3 separate regions of the Mus musculus genome follow, and all the other regions are linked to region 3. The links are chromatin contacts, called in public promoter capture Hi-C maps. All regions are on one chromosome and are shown on one strand. The core of a region is the stretch at or near the end of the contact, and the rest is flanking DNA. Distances in the headings are between cores, read along the strand shown.

Region 1 (3,694 bases), core at 627-3,126, 910 kb before region 3:
TTTCCAAAGGAAAGTGTCTCTTCCTTAATGGACTTCTATAGAGCTCTGATCAAGACTACTGTGGCATTGCCTCTCTTAAGCCATAACCCCAGCATCATTTATGGGATGGGCTAAACCTGAGGATGAGACAAGACCTATTTCACCAAGAAAAGCCAAAGATCCAGTTCCAGAAAAGATTAGTGCCTTGAGCTTTGGTCGCGCTCTCAGGTCATCTCCAGGTAAGGATGCTCTTTCAGAAGTTAGAAGACACCCAGCTCCCTTCTGGTGTTCTTGGGAAAAGCGTGGTCATTCCTGCTTGTGCAGTTTTCCAGGGCCTTACCCTAAACTGCATGCTCTGTTCCTATCACAAAGCCAGGTCCCCAGCACCAGAAAAGACAAGACAAAGATAAAGAGAGTTAAATCAGATACTTTTAAGCAATAATCATTGGCTGAGTTACAAATAACAGACCCTGTATTTATTTGCTGGATAGGGAGAAGTACTTGCAAAAGTGTTTCCTGTATGAGGTTGTGGGCAGTTTCTGTGCAAGGTTGGAGTTCAGGCAGTATCTTTGTGATAGTTTTGTCAAAAATATCTTCTATTTGCTAGATGTAATCGCCATCTCAGAGGCTTGCTGCTGAATAAACTCACCCTTTCCACTCCTTTCTAAATTCTGGCTGGCTGATTCAGCTAATCTATTCTGGCTTCAACTCCTCTCCAAGCTGACTGATTTTCATCTGGCTTCTCTCCGTGTCTCCTGAGTTGCTCTGCTTGCCCTCAAACTAACTCTGGTAATCTATTCTAATCTTCTGGCTTCTCATTCTCTGGCTTTAACTGCCTCTGCTGACCTTCACTGAACTGCAGGAGCTCATGAAGGAACTCACTCAACTCCACTGTACTGTACTCGCCACTCTGACTCCCCACTGACTGACAAGCGCTAAAGACTGAACTTGCCCCTGACCTGAATAGCTTCTCTCTCTTGTGCCACTCAGATGAGCGTTGAGCATATTCTGTCAAATCTCCCTCTGATTCACCACTTTGTTTGCCCCTCAATTAGACATCGTTGTTTAGGATTAAAGGTGTGTACTAAGTGTGTGTCTGGATTCCAGCCAGATCACACAGACCTAGAATATCTTTGCACGTCATCCCTTGCCAGAGCTGCCATCAATCATTCCTTCAAAAGTGTTTTATATTTGTCAAGTGTTGACAAAGCCATTCCATTTTTTGATTCTAACAGCATTCATGTTTCTTTCACAAAAACCAAAGATCACACAGAAGCTGTATCAGCGGTGCATTGTTTGTAATGGAAGGGAGTTATAACATTGCGGGGAAGATTGGAGGAGGCAAAAGGAATACGCACTTGGCTGGATCAAGACTACAGGGAAAGACAGTATTCGGTGTGGAGACCAAAGTCTCTTCAGCACTTGCGATAGAAACCAGTAGTTAGCAACTATACATTGTATCATTCCTCAATTGTTTCTTGTGTGTTACTCATACACAATACACGAGTAAAACATGTACAACACAACTAACAACTCTGGAGCCAGAGTCGTTGATAAAGTTGCCCGAAGCCAAGGCTGTGACCCACGCCTCCACAGAACACACATCTCGGTTTCTCTGTGCAGGCCCAGTCTGGCGGGTTGCCGGGTACTTGGTGCGATGTCCGCTGCAAAGAGAGTGGGCAGATAGATTTGATCCTTTCAACATCTGGCTCATCCAATCCAGGTATGGTCTTTACAACCTCGGCAGCAGGAAACTGTTGGATACCTTCGCTTCCACCAGGGGGCGTCTCTATAAGTTTTGCCTGGTTTGGGGGGGAAAAAAAACCGCGAACATCCGGGACTTCGCCGCAGGAACGCTGACGTGATTGGACCCTCCACGGCCGCCGTAGTGCATCGGAAGCAGTAAACAGGAAGCCGGAGAATCGTAGCCTTGGGTTGAAGAAGACCGAGAGTTCCTCGGGGACTCGCTCAGCTCCGGCCGTTAGAGCCACTTCCTCCTCCTCCCAGTCCTACGGAAGCTCTGCCAGAGGCTGCCACTTCAGCGAGCCGGGCCATGGCCGAATATTCCTATGTAAAGTCCACCAAACTCGTGCTCAAGGGCACTAAAGCCAAGAGGTGAGGCGGCGCTCGGGAGGGAGGCGCGGTTCTCAGTGCATCCATCCCCGGGGCTCAAGGGACGGGGTAGCCAAGCCACCCAGGACACTCAGACCTGCGTGGACAGCCTCCCCGACACTTCTTAGCTGACGCTGCGTGGCCGGGGATCCCCCGAAACGGAGAGACCAGGAGTCCTACTTTTGCCCCCCCCCCCAGGCCTCCCCCTGCCTGCCTTGATAACTTGCTTTAAGGAAAGTTTTTTTTTCCACCGGTCTTTCCTGCAAATGGAAAAAGCAAGCGGACAAACAAAAACGCCCTGATTCTCTGCAGTGTAATATGTAGGGGGCAGGCAAAGCTGCATCATAGTGTGAGTCGGGACCTTGAATTCGCACCGGTGATGGGTTGATGGTTCGTTTGCTGATTTATTAGACGCTGGTTCTTGTTCCTCGAGACTATAAAAAAGAGTTATGAGAACTGAATGAGACAGCCAACTCAGAATATAACAGCCAAGTGGAGGCATGTGGGTGTGATTTATAGTTAGCCCTATAGAGAAAGATATCTTGCCCGATCCTATTTCCGTCCTCTTGAAGGATCTAGCCAAAGTTGAACACTTTATTTCCTGTATCACCGCTGAAGCAGTTTCAACAGGTACTTGTCAGCGAGCTTCGTGCTGAATGAGCTCGGAGCTTTATCCTGACCGAATCTGAAACTGTTTAAAATTTAGAATTTGCTTCTGAAGATGTTGTCGATAAAATACAAAGAAGTTAAGACAGCAGTTATTAAAACCTATGTAGTGCTTTCCATGTTTCCATGATTGGTTCTTTGTTTTTTTGAGACAAGGTTTCTCTGTGTAGTCCTGGAACTTAACTCTGTAGACTAGGATAGCCATGAACTCAGACACTCACCTGCCTCACCTCCCCCACCCCACCAACCCCCAAGTGCTGGGATTAAAGGCTTGGGCTGCAACCACAGCAAGGCTCAGAATTTGTTGTAAGCACTCTGAATAATCACTTTTCCCCTAAGATCTCTCCTCGTGTTTCCATTTATGGAGCTGTAATTCATAAGCCATAAACTCCTTTTAAAGTGTACAGCTAGTGGGGTTTAGTATATTTACGAGTTCACCACTATTTAGTCAGTAAGCATTTTGCCACTCCAAAGGAGACTGTTTAACCAACCATTAAATAGTCACACCCTTCTGCCCGCCCTTCCAGCTTCTGTCGACTGCTTTCCAGCTATAAGGATTTACTTGTTATGAATATGTTATGCCTGTGGAATTAAATAGTACATAGCCTTCTATGTTTGGCTTCTTTCACTTAGGTTGCTGTTGAGACAGGATCTCCGTACGTAGCTCTGGTTGGCCTGGAACTCACAGAGATCCACCCGTGTGCTGGGGGCTGCTGCTGTGTGCTATACCTGGAACTCACAGAGATCCACCCGTTTGCTGGGGGCTGCTGCTGTGTGCTATACCTAGCTTCTTGCTCTTCGTTTTGAAGAGCAATCCATCCTGTGGGCTGTGTGTTTGTTCTGTTCTGTGACTGAATGATACTATTTTTATTATGTTCTTTCTTCATTTGATGAGTGTTTTCTGCTAATGACAATGATGCTATCAGTTTTCTGGTTT
Region 2 (3,508 bases), core at 92-2,591, 750 kb before region 3:
GCTTATTATTTTTTAAACCTTCTTTGCAAGACAAATAAACAACAATCTTAGCTGAGTGAGATTTAAAACAAAAACAAAACAAAACAGCAGTAATTCCTGCAAAGTGGAAACAAAAAAAAACAAGATCCCTATCACCCTGAGGTTACAAAACAGTACTATATACAGGCCTGTCTGTTTTACCTCTCAAAGATACTCTGTCTGTACGGTATGATAGCCAGGAGTTGTTCCTGCAACCTCTTCTGTATAACCAGAGAAAAGCACAGAACAGAGTAAACCTGGCTTGCAGGTTGCTACACTAGTCAACAACCGAGATCTGATAATACAGTAATAGCAATTCATTTTGTAATAATGAGCCTTTCTTCTAAAGCAATTATTCTGTGACTATCACATACCAGAGTCATCCATCACAGCTATAGCTTGCTCTGCTTTATGCTGCAAAGCTAGAAGAGCAGCCTGTCGGCCCTGCAGAGCTCGCAGCTGCTCCTGCTGTTGTAACATTCTTTTTAATAAATCATGTTGTTTCTTCAAATTTTCTGTCTCTTCCATAGGCTCCTGCTGAGGATCTCTGGCCTGAAAAATAAGACCAACAATACTAATACCTGACAGTTGAAATCCATGGCCCTGTTTCATTTGCCAATGGCAAAGTACAGCAGATACTAGTTTCAATTAAATACACAAGTCTAGATACAGTTTTAATAGACTTAGAAAACTGGTATGTCCCATACTAAAAATTGAGTAATTTTACAGTGAAAAACTATGAGGAGTTAAAAGGAAGAGAATAAAACTCTTAGAAAGCAGAAGGTTTCAAAGTATAGGAAGGCAAATGGAGCTATACATACTGCAGACAAAATAATAGGGAATTACAAATTATACTGAGTTAATGTTCTCAAAGATTTTCTCTACAAACTATCAGGTAGCAAAACTTTCTACCCATTCCAGAAGATAACTTTCCACATACACAACAAAAGCAAAGTAAGTGAGGGCAGGAGAGAAGACAGAGACACAGAGAGTAAATATTCCAACTTCTAACCAAGGTCAAGAATTTTTAAATATATTTGATTATCTTATGTAAAAAGGCCTAAATGAAGCACATTAAATATATAACAAAGCAGAAAACTCTATTTTGTATCAAGTGGTTTTATTAGTTTTTAACTCTTAAATTACATCCATTTAGCTGAGTTTGGGGCATAAACTGAATCTGGAAGACTTCCCCAATACAATAAAAATTTATCATCCTCTCTATATGCAACATAAAAGATTTGAATAGGGACTACTTAGAAGAAACTACCAATGGGGGTGGAGATGACTCAGCAGTTACACACGCTTGTTACTCTTGCATAGGACCCAGCCCAGGTTCACTTCCCACCACTCCCAGAGGTTCACCACCACCTGTAACTCTAGTTCCTAGGCTCGAACACCCTCTTCTGATCTCTGTGGGCATCAGACATGCATAGGATACCCACTCATACATACAGGTAAAACACTTATACATGCAAAACAAAACAATATTTTAAAAGAAAAATTTAAAGAAGTAATGACCAAGTGGGCTGATGATATGGCTTAGTGGTAAAGTTCTTGCTTTAAGGCCACATGTGTTCAAAAAACAAACAAACAAAACAAAACACATACACAAAATTAAAATTTAAAACACAGCTGAACAAAACTAATCAAAAACAGAAATGTAAATACAGCCCCAAACAATAAATTTTAAGCCAAGTTATATATAAAATATATTGTAAAGATATTCTTCATAAATGATTTACCATCAAAATATTTTAAAGTTCTATTATTTTAATCCATTGACAAAAAAATATTCCCTTTAATGTATTGATTTGGTTTCAAATTTGCCACACTAACAAATTTTTGTTGGGAATATAAAATTTTAAATGATTTCTCCCCTAAAATTACTAAAGCAAGTAAAAAGTTAAATGATTTCTTTTGAAAGTACAAATGAATACACTGATCTACTCTCCCTGGGCAAATGAGATTTCTAGAGAAACCACAGGGAATACAGACAGCTCAACAAGTTTCCTTCTGGATGACATCCTTCACCAGCGTTACACAAAGCCTCTTCCATCTACCTCCTCCAAGTAGAACCATCAATATTGTAAATAAGACTGGGTAGCCATGACAACATCTTACATTGTGACTTAGAAATGGGGGAAAAGTGAAGAAAGTACAGTTAACTATTCAGAGGATTAACTATTAAGATGAGACTAGAAGTTTAGTGCAGGTTGATGACACCTCACACCTTTTATACACACATAGTTTACATTTCAGATTAGTAGTCACAATCAACTATGAAGAAAGCTGAGAAGCTAGCTGGCTGTAGTGGCACATGCCTTAAATCTCAGTACTTGAGAGGCAGAGGCAGCTATAACTCTGAATTCAAGGCCAGTGTGGTCTATATGAGTTCCACCCTAGCCATGAGTTGTACCCTAGCTACACAGTAAGACCCTGTCTTTAAAAGCAGGGGGATTGGGAGGAGGCAAATTGAACTGCTTGCCTTATAAGCATAAGAACTTGAGTTGGATCCTCAGAACCTATATTTTTTTTTTAGAAAAAGGCTAGAACTAGTGGTCCACACTTATAAACTTGCTCCTTCAAAGGTGGGGAGAAGCAGATACGTGGAACCCATGGCCAATCTCACTGGTTTATTTGGTCCAGTTACAAGCCAGTGAGAGGCACTGTCTCAAAACAATGGTGGGACAGTACTCCTCTCACAAAGGATAGGTAGGTATACATGAAGCTGTTACAGGATACAAAACATTACATCTATAAAATACACCAAAAATATCAGTCTTTGTAGATAGTTATCATTTTATATCAACCTGCAACTCATAAGGCTGTTTTCAGCTCGGAATCTAACATAGAATCAATCTGAAACCTTTCCCTCTACTCTTCAAACACACTCTATTTTAAAAGGTCTCTTAGAGGGACGAACTGGAAGGAGTGAGAGTTAACAGATTCTATAAACAGAAAACAAACTTAAAAGTCAAGTGATACCAAGTGAGGTTTTATTTAATTAAAATCATTTGTGAATTATGTACAAGTTAGGGTGTGCTGCATTAGGATAACATTAATAACCAAGACTAGGGTTGGCAGGATGGCTCAGCAGACTACAGAGCTTGTCTTACAGCTAAGCATTGAGTCTGATGGCCTGAGTCAATCCTGAGGACCCACATTGTCTAGGGAGAGCAATAAAGGTTGTCCTCCACAAGCATGTTGTGGCCCACCACAGGCATACACTCACACACAATAAAAATAAAAATTTTGTTTTAAAAGATCAAGATAAAGTATAGTTAAATTGTGACAAATCCCTGAACAAGTTTAAGTTATAATTATTCTTATTTGTAAGAATACTTTCCAAGAGACAGAAACAGAAGGGCTTTGGAAGGTTGTTTGTTTGTTTGTTTGTTTGTTTGTTAATGAACTACCACAGGGTGAAAGAAGACCTGGTAAACATGCTACAGTGTCTGGCAATTGTATAAGAAAGAAAGACAAATTT
Region 3 (3,668 bases), core at 1,080-3,579:
TACCATCATAAGTATAGCTCTTGGGTATTATTGATACCTTGAACTAAGGGAGACTTGAAGATTGGAAGCAAACTCTCCTGCTGTCTTCCTATCTCTTACCCCACATTTTCCTCTGAAAGTCGTCCTAAAGACAAGAGTCCCCTTTCCTCATGGATGATAAAAGAAACCTAACACCTAGAAAGGCCACTCTTAGAAAATCCTCTTTCTAGAGGGGCTCTGTCCCTCTAACAGGGCAGAAGGAATGCTGCACAGAAGAGTTAAGAATAGGGAGACTGGCAGGCAGCACTTGAGAGGCAGAGAGGCAAATCCCTGAGTTCAAGGCGCCTACAGCGCCAAGTCCAAGATAACTAGAGCTACACAGAGAAACCCTGTTTAGAAAAACCAAAACCAAACAAGCAAGCACACCTCAAATCTAGGACTTGCTAGTTTCCTCCATTTCAGTCTACCACCATTAGATCGTGCCCTTTTGTCCTAACACTCTCCCACCCACTGCCTACTCCTAAGACAAAAAGGTTTCCCTGGGACTCGGGGTCTTCGTTTATGAAAGCTCCACACCACATAAAATTTGGCTTACACAAGTCTATTTTGTTCTCTCGTGTAGCCAACCCAAAGCTTTAAGAGCAGGCATGGATCATGACCTTACCATGAGTGGGGAAAAGCCATCACACCCGACAAAGTGGGACAACTTTATGAGTTGAATTTTCCACAGTGAAACCAACAATAAAGGATAGCTACTCTTTTCTACTTAAAAAGACAGTAAATGACTTTTTGAAACTTTCCTACAACCAAAAATGAAGTTGACAACCAAGAAACTCAGTTCAGTCAGCAACAGGCCTCATTCAAACTGATTTTGTAGTGAATTTTTCTTTAGACAATGTTTTTTTAGGTTATAGCTTACTTGCTTGGGAAGAAAATAGATGTGTAACACAAAAATAGCCCTTGATGGTGTGTTCAATAACTTGATGTTATTATCTCATGGATGTGTGAGTAGGTATGTATACATACATAATTATATTGTATAACATATTATAATGTGTATAATGTGACAAGGTTTTTGAAAGTCTAGAGTTTAATCATGTTGATCTCTAATATGCTTTATAAAATGTGCTGTGAAGCTGTTAGTTAATTGTAAAATCCATATATCGCAAAGCAGCTCTAATATTTGAAAGCCTGTAGCAGCCACGGACATATCTAATTTAAAAAAAAGACTGCAGCAAACAATTTTATATTTAAGAAAAAAAGTCGAAATAATCTGATTTCCTGTATTTCTAGTTTGACTACAATACAACAAGCAAACTCAAAAGACAACAGATAATGCAGATGGTTGTCTGGCAAGTCCTAAGTGTGGAGCCAAATAGAAGAAAGTGAGAAGTCTAAAGACTCTAACAATTACAAGACAGAAAGAGGTTATTGGAACAGGGTGAGCTTTAATTACAGACTCAAAAGGATTGTCACCAGGACAGAGTTAACTAAAAACACTGGCTTCCCTTTTCTTTGACGTTGCAACAGTTTAAATTTTCAGTTCATAAAACTGTTGGGAATTATCTTTCCAACTGTCTCTTAGCATGTTAACAATTCGAAGGCAATGCTACAATCAGGTAGATCAAAAGGAAAATTAGCGTGTGAGCTAGGGGTGCTGTATACAGATTAAAGAGAGATGACTCCGTTTGTCAGTGGAGATGAGCCAAGTCAAGAGAGGAGCTGAACAGCGGTGGGGCACCAGGGACACAAACTAGGGAAGCAAGCGCTTAACCCCACTGGAAGACCCATCAACAGGAGGCAGCTGATGGAGCGGCCTACGGATTCGCACACGGTGTGTTTGCAAGCAGCCCGCCCTCCCGTCCTACTTTACCCTGGGCCGAAGCCACCAGTCGTCACCTGGAATGGGAGTTCCGGAGTGACTCGATCAGCCGCTGCTTCTGCTGCTGGAGACTGGTGAGGCCGGCAGGGGACCCAGCCGCGGAGGATGACGCGCTCTTCGCCAGGGGAAAGAGCCAGCTCATCCTCCTCGGGTCCCCGGGCCCGAGGCCCTACAAGGTTCTGGCCTGCTGCTCCTCGCTTAGCCCAGTGCTTCCCGGGCGATCGAGCACGGCCCGGACGGGGTGCCCAGGGGCCGCGCCGTCTCCCACACGCCGCGCTCGTGAGTCCCTGGCCCCGGGGGTCCGAGCTACCACTGCGGGCGGCTGGAGAAGGGCGACTCGTCGGCTGGACGGAACCCCGGTGTGCTCCGGGCCACCACCACCCCGGGGTCAGTTAGCTAGGCCTGGTCGCCTTGCCGGCTCAGCTGCTCCAACGCCGGGGCGTTCGTCACCTGCCCGCCCCGCCTCCTGAGGGAGGGCCCCGCCCACCCGGCGCCCGGCGTCATCAGGCCGCGCCCTCGGCGGGACGTGCGAGGAGCGACGTCGCCGCGCTGGGCCGAGCGCCGCTCCAGCTCCCCTTTCCCCCTTTCGCAGGGCGAGAGGCGTCTATGGGGCTCCCGCCGCCGCCGCCGGTACCGCCACCGCCACCGCCGCCGCCGGGTGCTAGCTCTATGGCGAGGAGGAGGAGGAGGAGCGCGAGCTCAGAGACCCAAGTAGATCCGGCGGGGGCCCGGGCGTGCTGGGGCGCCTTGGGAAAAGGGGCTGGGAGTGGGGAGCCCGAGATTGGCGCGCGCGATGGCGCCCGCCTAAGCGTGGCTGTGTGGGACGGAACTGGCGGAGGCGGGGAGCCCGGGGGGACGGCGGTGCTAACGGGCGGGGGGCGGGTGGGGGCTGTCAGGGGCGCGGCGCGCAGTGATGACGCCACCGCTTTGTACCTGGGACTTCGTTGTGGGAAGGAAATTGCGAGTGGAGGGCGGTGGCCTACTTGGGGCCCCGGTGGCTTTCGTCCTCGGCAGTGGTTTTTGGGGGTAGTCGGTCTGGCTCTAGGCCATGCGAATAGGCACCCTGCTCCTGGCCGGCGGCCAGCCGAGCGACTTATCCTTGACATGAAGGCGGCCGTGCTCTCTCCACGTTGCTCGCCCACGGAGGACGCGCGACCTCAGGGATGAGAAGGCCTTGGCTGCCCCTTGGAGGGACCCCTGAGACCGCAGTAGAGAAGAGCGGGTGGAGGAAAGCAGGGTTAAAGTACAGTGTGTCGGTAGAGCGCGTGTAGGGACCGGTGTGAGGACGGAGGGGAGGAAGAAAGAAGGCGTGCCCTGCATCACCTTTTGTTTTCTCCAGCGTACATTTAGGAGTTTGGGACACCAGGCCACCCTCTTTTAACTCGCTGGTTTTGTCGGGGGTTATTGTGTGTTTGGTCCCTGTCCGTCTGATTAATTATCTTACCATTGTATACCGTGAACCTTGTGTGGATGGCAGAGACGTGAGGTCTCTCTTGGGTTGCCAGTTTTTGAAATTAGAAATTTTTAAATGTACACATTTCATTGCCTGCCTGCCTACCTGCTTGCTTGCTTTCTTTCTTTCTTTCTTTCTTTCTCCCTCCCGCTATATTTGTTTCTGAGATTGCCTAATGGCTTTTCAAAACATTTTTAAGAAAAATGTTTCCTCTGCTCTGCTTTGAATGAGTAAGATTTTTAAATGTTTTGTTAGAAGAATAAAAGCAAGCATTCTGTTATGAAACGTTTGATTTTGTTGATTTTTTTTTTTTTTTTTGGCTTGAAATGGTTCAAAGTTTTGTGTGGAGTGAAT

The links. Promoter capture Hi-C pulls out the DNA fragments that hold promoters and counts their contacts.
Region 1: a promoter capture Hi-C map of pre-B cells shows a contact between it and region 3. The contact joins the promoter of Frg1 here to the promoter of Vps37a in region 3. A contact is called at or near these places in 15 of 39 promoter capture datasets (the 3T3-L1 cell line, the C10 cell line, the HPC-7 cell line and 7 more), 5 of 484 Hi-C or Micro-C datasets (B cells, CD4 T cells, CD8 T cells and 2 more), 10 of 115 datasets of contacts at active chromatin or transcription factors (double positive thymocytes, effector CD8 T cells, extraembryonic endoderm stem cells and 7 more) and 3 of 9 other capture datasets (adipose tissue, liver and macrophages).
Region 2: a promoter capture Hi-C map of embryonic stem cells shows a contact between it and region 3, with 2.4 times the contacts expected there. The contact joins the enhancer-like site here to the promoter of Vps37a in region 3. A contact is called at or near these places in 16 of 39 promoter capture datasets (3T3-L1-derived adipocytes, the C10 cell line, the HPC-7 cell line and 11 more), 8 of 115 datasets of contacts at active chromatin or transcription factors (the NIH/3T3 cell line, T-cell acute lymphoblastic leukemia, bone marrow-derived dendritic cells and 5 more) and 3 of 9 other capture datasets (adipose tissue, liver and pancreatic islet).

What each region holds. Positions count from the first base shown.
Region 1 is chr8:41,415,300-41,418,993 of GRCm38.p6, reverse strand. Frg1 (FSHD region gene 1) reads left to right here and starts at 1,876. Exons shown (of 9, transcript NM_013522.3): 1 at 1,876-2,094. The coding sequence starts at 2,033. It overlaps Gm50494 (a long non-coding RNA gene), which reads right to left and starts at 1,868. Exons shown (of 2, transcript XR_003947538.1): 1 at 1,745-1,868; 2 at 1,259-1,643.
Region 2 is chr8:41,264,249-41,267,756 of GRCm38.p6, reverse strand. Pcm1 (pericentriolar material 1) reads right to left here. Exons shown (of 38, transcript NM_023662.3): 6 at 393-570. Among named protein-coding and RNA genes, the nearest start is that of Pcm1, 26 kb to the right of the region's middle. Within about 2 kb of position 1,341, at least 10 of the 459 cell types and tissues checked have an H3K27ac peak or open chromatin away from gene starts, as enhancers often do. A contact at or near this core is called in embryonic stem cells, where this site is marked.
Region 3 is chr8:40,510,444-40,514,111 of GRCm38.p6, reverse strand. It overlaps Vps37a (vacuolar protein sorting 37A), which reads right to left and starts at 2,329. Exons shown (of 12, transcript NM_033560.3): 1 at 1,879-2,329. The coding sequence starts at 2,003. Cnot7 (CCR4-NOT transcription complex, subunit 7) reads left to right here and starts at 2,358. Exons shown (of 7, transcript NM_011135.5): 1 at 2,358-2,572.